2 separate regions of the Mus musculus genome follow, and region 2 is linked to region 1. Evidence: chromatin contacts called from public ChIA-PET data. All regions are on one chromosome and are shown on one strand. The core of a region is the stretch at or near the end of the contact, and the rest is flanking DNA. Distances in the headings are between cores, read along the strand shown. Region 1 has its middle 7.3 kb from the start of Zc3h12d. Region 2 has its middle 17 kb from the start of Ust.

Evidence for each region. ChIA-PET counts read pairs in DNA pulled down with a chosen protein or histone mark.
Region 2: a contact with region 1 is called in an RNA polymerase II ChIA-PET map of memory CD8 T cells, with 4 times the contacts expected there. The contact joins two enhancer-like sites. A contact is called at or near these places in 15 of 39 promoter capture datasets (the 3T3-L1 cell line, 3T3-L1-derived adipocytes, the C10 cell line and 8 more), 2 of 484 Hi-C or Micro-C datasets (adipose-derived mesenchymal stem cells and palatal mesenchyme) and 3 of 115 datasets of contacts at active chromatin or transcription factors (embryonic stem cells, large pre-B cells and memory CD8 T cells).

Annotation. Positions count from the first base shown.
Region 1 is chr10:7,823,509-7,826,905 of GRCm38.p6, reverse strand. No RefSeq gene overlaps it. Among named protein-coding and RNA genes, the nearest start is that of Zc3h12d, 7.3 kb to the left of the region's middle. Within about 2 kb of position 2,080, at least 47 of the 459 cell types and tissues checked have an H3K27ac peak or open chromatin away from gene starts, as enhancers often do. A contact at or near this core is called in memory CD8 T cells, where this site is marked.
Region 2 is chr10:8,533,701-8,537,032 of GRCm38.p6, reverse strand. No RefSeq gene overlaps it. Among named protein-coding and RNA genes, the nearest start is that of Ust, 17 kb to the right of the region's middle. Within about 2 kb of position 1,407, at least 26 of the 459 cell types and tissues checked have an H3K27ac peak or open chromatin away from gene starts, as enhancers often do. A contact at or near this core is called in memory CD8 T cells, where this site is marked.

The DNA.
Region 1 (3,397 bases), core at 831-3,330:
GGTCACTAACAGAGGAACTAAGATGAGCACAGGCAACAATGAGGGGTGTTGCACATGCTACATGAAGCCTTGAACCCTGGCCACATTGTTTAGAAACATAGGCTCCAAGGCTTATCCCGGCATCCTCTGTTGGTCTCTGGCCAAAACACTATAGAAGCTTTTCTTGAGCCCCATAGCACCTCACCCCACAAGAAAGGTGACAAGCTACCATGCCCTTACCCTGACCCCTGTCCTAAAACATGTTCAAGTTCTGATTTCTTCTGTGAACATAACTTTATTTGAAAATAGTCTCTGTAAAAGTTACTCAGGTAAGCTGGAGTTGTACAGCCGTGAGGGGGCCCTGATGTAATGGCTAGCATTCTTATTAGAAATAAGGAGAGGGAGACTCAGACATAGAGATGCAGGGTAAAGGCCATGTGAAGGCAGAGGCTAAGCTTAAAGTGGTGTAACTGTAAGCCAAGGAACGTACCAGAAGCTAGAAAGAATCATTAGCACCCTCAAGCTGCTACCGTGTGCTGCAGCATCATTGTCATGCGGAGGCTGTGGACACAGGCTCCCAAACAGAGCAAGTGTCGAGATGAGACATCACGTTATTTCCTGTGAGCATGCGAGGGGGTAAGGCAATGAATCTGTGCCTTTGGTTTGTGAATAGTAGATGATTATCAATGTAACAGTGAAACAACCCTTCTGAAGGTAAAGATATCTGCCGTCCAATGAGATTACAGTAAGACAAGGCTCCACTGCATGCCGTGTGTATGAAGATGAGTTGCACAGGGCGACTGCCCCCAAGACAGTATGAGAAGTGGCCCACTATGGGACTAGAGACCACGTTAACTAGGGAGCTCTACTAATCCTGCTCCCAGTGTATCAAAGTCTCGCCCAAACCACACCCATCTGTAGCCACTCCAGACCCTTGAACTGCTGGCCTTCGTCAATGAGTGATCGTGGAGCAGAGACCATAGACTTTTTGTGATTTTTATTATTATTATTATTGATGGAAGGCCCATTCTATGTCTCAAATCCAGACTTCTGCACCTACTCTGGGAAAGTAACTTGGATTAAATCTGGTTTGGGGTTGCACGAGGCGCGAATATGGAATGAGTTATGTTCAAAGCAATGGGGGCTGTGGAACCAGCCTGTTGCAGAACCCACTTTCCTTGGCTACACTCTACCACTTTCCTCCTTAGGAATGTGCTCAGCTTCTCTACCGCCTAAGAATCAAATGCAGGCTTTCTGGATTTGCTTCCCGCTCCCTCCTGTCTGTGGGCCCTTCCTTTCTCTTTATAATCCTCTGCTTTGGTCAGCCCATCACCACGTGTTCCCATAGTTTTCTGCTCCTACATCTGGCACCGACCTTTTTGTTTCTGAATCAAGCTTCCCAACTGGAAAGCCAAGCCTCTCCACCACACCAAGGAAACAGTACAAAGCAAAACTGTTTTCAGGAACCAGGGGTCACTGTGGTAGAGTTCTAGAATTCTAGCCGCATCCCCCAACTTCTCTTTTTATACACACTATTGCTAATATGTTACTGTGTGGGTCAGCTTCCCAGCAATCCAAAGGGAATACCATCAACACAGGTTTTAAAAAAATCATTGAGTTGGCTGAGCAGTGGCACACACCTTTAATCCCAGAACAACTCAAGAAGGCAGAGGCTGGCTGATCTTTGTATTCAAGGCCAGCCTGGTCTACTGAGCAAGTTCTGGGACAGCCAGAAAAACCCTATCTCAAAAAAAAAAAAAAAAAAAAAAAATCACATATATTTAGTGTGTGCTTGCAGACGTCACGGGGCACATGTAGAACCCAAGGGTCAAATCCAAGCTTGGTGACATGCGTCTTTACTGGATGAGGTGCTTGGCAGCCCTCACAATACCATTTTTAAACTGCACAATGAAAACACTCAACAGCTCACCCGTCTGCCTGCTCAAACGAACAAGGAATAGAGGAGGCGAAATGTAAGACTGCTAACTCTTAGCATTACTCATATTTCCCAGACCTGGGTGGGTTATAAACACGTAGGAATAAAGACCAGCAAGAATAACTGGTGTTATTTGCTTTGACACAGAGTCCGTTTTGAAAAGAAGGGGATCTCCACATGATCACTTAACAGGAAACAACCTTCTCTCAAGTTTCCCATCAAAGCATAGTCTCCTAGCAACAGCCACTTAAAGGTGAAGCTTCTGAGATTTCGATTTTACTATCTGTTATGTATTCTCTGTGACTCAACCTTCCAGGTATGAAATGTCAAACTTAGATTAAATTTCCACTGACCAAAATTCAGTTTATTAAAGGAACTGGTCCAACTGCTGAGACAACACGGAGGTTCTCACTCAGCCTCTCAGCCTACTAAAGAACTATTAAGAGTGCTGGCCAAAGTCTTTGAAAATTCAACTGGTAAAAGATTAACACCCTAGCCGGGTGGTGGTGGTACCCGCCTTTAGTCCCAGCACTGGGGGGGGGGGGGGGGGCAGAGGCAGGCAGATTTCTGAGTTCGAGGCCAGCCTGGTCTACAAAGTGAGTTCCAGGACAGCCAGGGCTATACAGAGAATCCCTGTCTCAGAAAACAAACAAACAAACAAACAAACAAACAAAAAGATTAACAGCCTAAACTGAAGCTGTATTAATGAGCAATCTGGGGTTTGAAGTAACTACTTTAATGCAAAATGTACTTGCTGTTGTTTTTTGTTTTTTGTTTTTTTTTTTTTCCCAAAAGCCAATGGAAAATCACCGAAAGCTGGTTTCATCTAGTACAGTGGGAGGTAGAAGATTCTCCTTTCAATGGCAGCACCTAAGAGGGAAAGGTGGGGCTCACCTAAACCCTGAAGCCAAATCTGAGACAGAAATTATGGGGCACTTCACCTAGATATACGCAGTAGTAATTCAGATTACTGCCCCATATCTCATCAAGACACATAACCAGGTTATGACTAAAATTATAATTAAAATCACCTAGTGAGACTGGGCATAGTAGTGCATACTCTTAATCCAGCATTTGGAAGGCAGAGACAGGCAGATCTCTAGGAGTTCAAGGCCAAGGCCTGGACTACATAGTGAGTTCCAGGCCACCAAGGCTACACAGTCTCAAAAACAAAGAATGGAAGTCCGCTGGTAGAGGGCTTGTTTAGCAGTCCTTAAAACCACATAATACAGGCGTGGTGGTACACATTTATAACTCCAGATCTCTGCAAATTTGGACAGGAGGTCCAGAAGTTCAACCTCATACTCGGCTAGGTTTGAGGTCAGGCTGGGTTACAAATAACCCCATTAAAGTAAAACAATAAAATAAAAACAATAAAACTAAACAAAAAAAAAGGGGGGGGGGGAAACCACCTGGTTAAAACAACAGCTTCAGCCAGGCATGGTGGCGCACACCTTTAATCCCAGCACTCGGGAGGCAGAG
Region 2 (3,332 bases), core at 158-2,657, 710 kb before region 1:
GAGGAGGAGGAGAAAGAAGAAAGAATTGATTAAAACGTTTTCTTAAAACGTACTTACAATAAATTATGTTTATGGGCTAGAGAGATGGCTCAGCAGTTAAGAGCACTGCCTGCTCTTCCAGAGGACTTGAGTTCAATTCCCAGCAACCATATGATGGCTCACAAATATCTGCTCTGGGATCTGATGCCCTCTGCTGGTGTATCTAAAGACAGCTACAGTGTACTCATACATAAAACAAACAAACAAACAAATAAATAAATCTTTTAAAAATATGTTTATAAAGGCAATATATGCTACCAATGTGACAAAAATCCTGAAAATGTACATAATGTTTTTTCTTAATTTCTTTAACTTCCTCTATGATATTATTTTCATTATCCATGTTGGCTATATGCCCTTTGATGGTTTCTTTATTGGACAATAATTTTAGACACAGAAACATAATTACGCCCCTCCTCTAGCAAAAATAATTGGATAAAAAAATCTTAATAATTGATATACAGGATACAAACAATAAATGACATCATACATATGCATTCACTTCATTTGTGTAGCCCAGGTTCAGATTTCTGCTACGAATTTTAAAATGATATATTTTCAATTATGTGTAGATGTGTGTGCATGTATGTGTGTATGCATGCATGTGTGTGTGTGTGTGTGTGAGCATGTGCACACTAGTGATACTACCCTTGGAGATCAAAGGCATTAGGTCCCTTGCAGCTGAAGTTGCAGACAGCTGTGAGCTGCCTGGTGGGTCCTCTGGAAGAGCAGCAAGAGCTCTTAACTGCTGAAGCATCTCTCCAGTCCTGTTTCGCATGATCTTCATCATAAAGGGAAGCACTGTGTTACTATACATTTTTTTCCTTCCTTCCTACTGTTTTTTGTTTCATGGAGGCCATCAAAAGACCTGCTCCTTCTAAATGTTCTCATCACATGACTCCATGAAACCACCCACACCCAGAGTGACTTTTTAACTTCTTCAGGACACTCGTTAAAAATTGACATGTTTTGTTAAGAACATACATATTGCCATGGTTAAGTTTCCAAACATAAACCATTGACTAATCACCCTCAGTTGCAAGCTATATGCTTGTAATAGGAAATAAATTTGAGTGAAAGTGGATATAATTTGAGAGAAAAGAGGTATGTGCTGGGAAGAAGTAGGTATGTACTGAGAGGAAGTGGGCATGTGCTGACAGGAAATAGGTAGGCGCTGAGAAGAAGCGAGTATGTGCTAAGAAGTGAGTATACTCTGAGAGGAAAGAGAATGTATTCTGAGAGGAAATGGAGATGCACTAAGAGGAAGTAGGTGTGTGCTGAAAGGAAATGGGCAGGTACTAAGAGGAAGAGGTGGTGCTCTGAGAGAAAGTGGGTTTGTGTTGAGAGGAAGTAGGTGTACTCTGAGAGGAAGTGGTTATGTGCTGACAGAAGGTAGGCATGCGCTGAGAAGAAGTGGGTGTGCTCTGAGAGGAAGTGGGTATGTGCTAAGAGGAAGTGAGTGTGTGCTGAGAAGTGGGTATGTGCTGATGGCAAACCTGTCTAGCAGGAGAAGATCAATCATATAGTTTGGTAGTGTCCAGAACAACTCAGGCCAAAAAAAGAAATCTTACTTGATAAATTAATTGGTTCTCCATGTAAGCTTTCATCTGGTAATACTATCCTGCTAGCTGCCAGGGAAGTGAAATTACTCATGAAATGAATTTGAGGGGATTTTTTTTTCTGTCTGAAAATTTAAATCACTCTATCAAAATAGAGCATTATTGGAATGGGGTATTGAGATGCTTGCCTTGAATAAGGGTATTGCTTCCTCCAGGGCTCCATATTTGCCGTTCCCTTTGCCTGATGCCCTCATCCAGGATCTTGTTATAATTTTAGCCTTAATCATTTTTCATATAGTTTTTCTCAGCTACAACTTTGCTTTGGTATTCTCCTGACCATTCTGTGTGAGGCAGAGCCTTTCAGCCACTTTTCCAGTTTCATTTTCTTTTTTGACACATGTTGGGATAGTAGCCTCGCGATTTGTCTATGTACTTATTTTATAACCTGGCCATTATAAGGCAATTACCCTGGGGACATATTACACTTGTGCTCCACTGTTCTAGAACCCATGGTGCTCTTAAGAGATGGAGGGTAGAAAGATTAGCTCTGTAACTTACTTTCAGGTTTCTGGTCCAGTCTTATACCTGAAACAATCAGTCGCCCACCCTTCAGCTCCATATGATTTCTCTGTCATCTTTTCTGATGTGTGACTTCGTTGTAGTGCTGTCTAGAGTACTAAAGGGATCCCTACACACAATGATTCCAGAGAAGCTAATTTCTTTCTTTCACAAGGGAGCTAGAGGTGGCGGCTACCCATCTCAGGTAGGCTGATCCACTCCATGAAATCATATGGAGATACACATTCCCCTCCTCGGGTCCCTCAATGTTCCTCAAAACCCTGCCCCATGTCCTTGACTGATGTTGAGCCACTTCCAGGTCCACATTGAAGTCCATGGAAGCTGGGAAATGAGACCGGAAGGGTACACACTCATCTAGGATTTGCCTACATCTCTTTTTTTTCTCACAATCCTGACTTGATCTCAGCCATACAACCACATCTATCTGCAAAGGAGCCTAGAAAATGTAGTACCTACCTATAAACGTGGCCATGAGTCCTGTTAGTGGTTTCTTTTACTGAAAGGAAACAGGAGGAAATAGGTGCAGGGGACACGTAACTCTTAGGCACCTTGGCCACAGTTGTTCATTGTCTTCCTGAAATGCTAGGTCTCCCTTGGCTTCATGACTCAATACGATCTTACTTTCCAATATGGTTACCACTGGGGAATGTGTTTGCTCTCTCTAGGATGTTTTAAATATCAAGACACTATGAAGAAGACTATTTCCAGGGTTACTCAAAAGTTTATCCCCACTTTAGAAATTAACCCTACCCTTGTCTTCAGGAGTAACGGTGAAGCATCATATTCTCGGTTGATAAAGGCCCTCAGACGCATCCAGGAGAGCACAGAGAAGTGATTCCTAATCTGAATTTGGCGTCTCCTAGAGACCACGCAGGAACTGAAATTATTATTTTTAATTGTGTACATTTTTGTGTGCGGGGGTGAGTTCATCGATTAGTCAGATTCTCTAGGCACCCAAGTCACCATATTGTAGAAAAATATTAAAGATATATTTGCAAGATTGGTATCCGAGTTCTGGTCTTTCCACTTGCAAACAACACTCTTTTGTGCATGTTCTGTGACTTATTTGGATTCTGGTTTCTTAATCCTCAAAGAAATATTTTGCATTCTTACATGTGTGCCTAACATTTTAAGAAAAATGTGTTTCATCAGGCC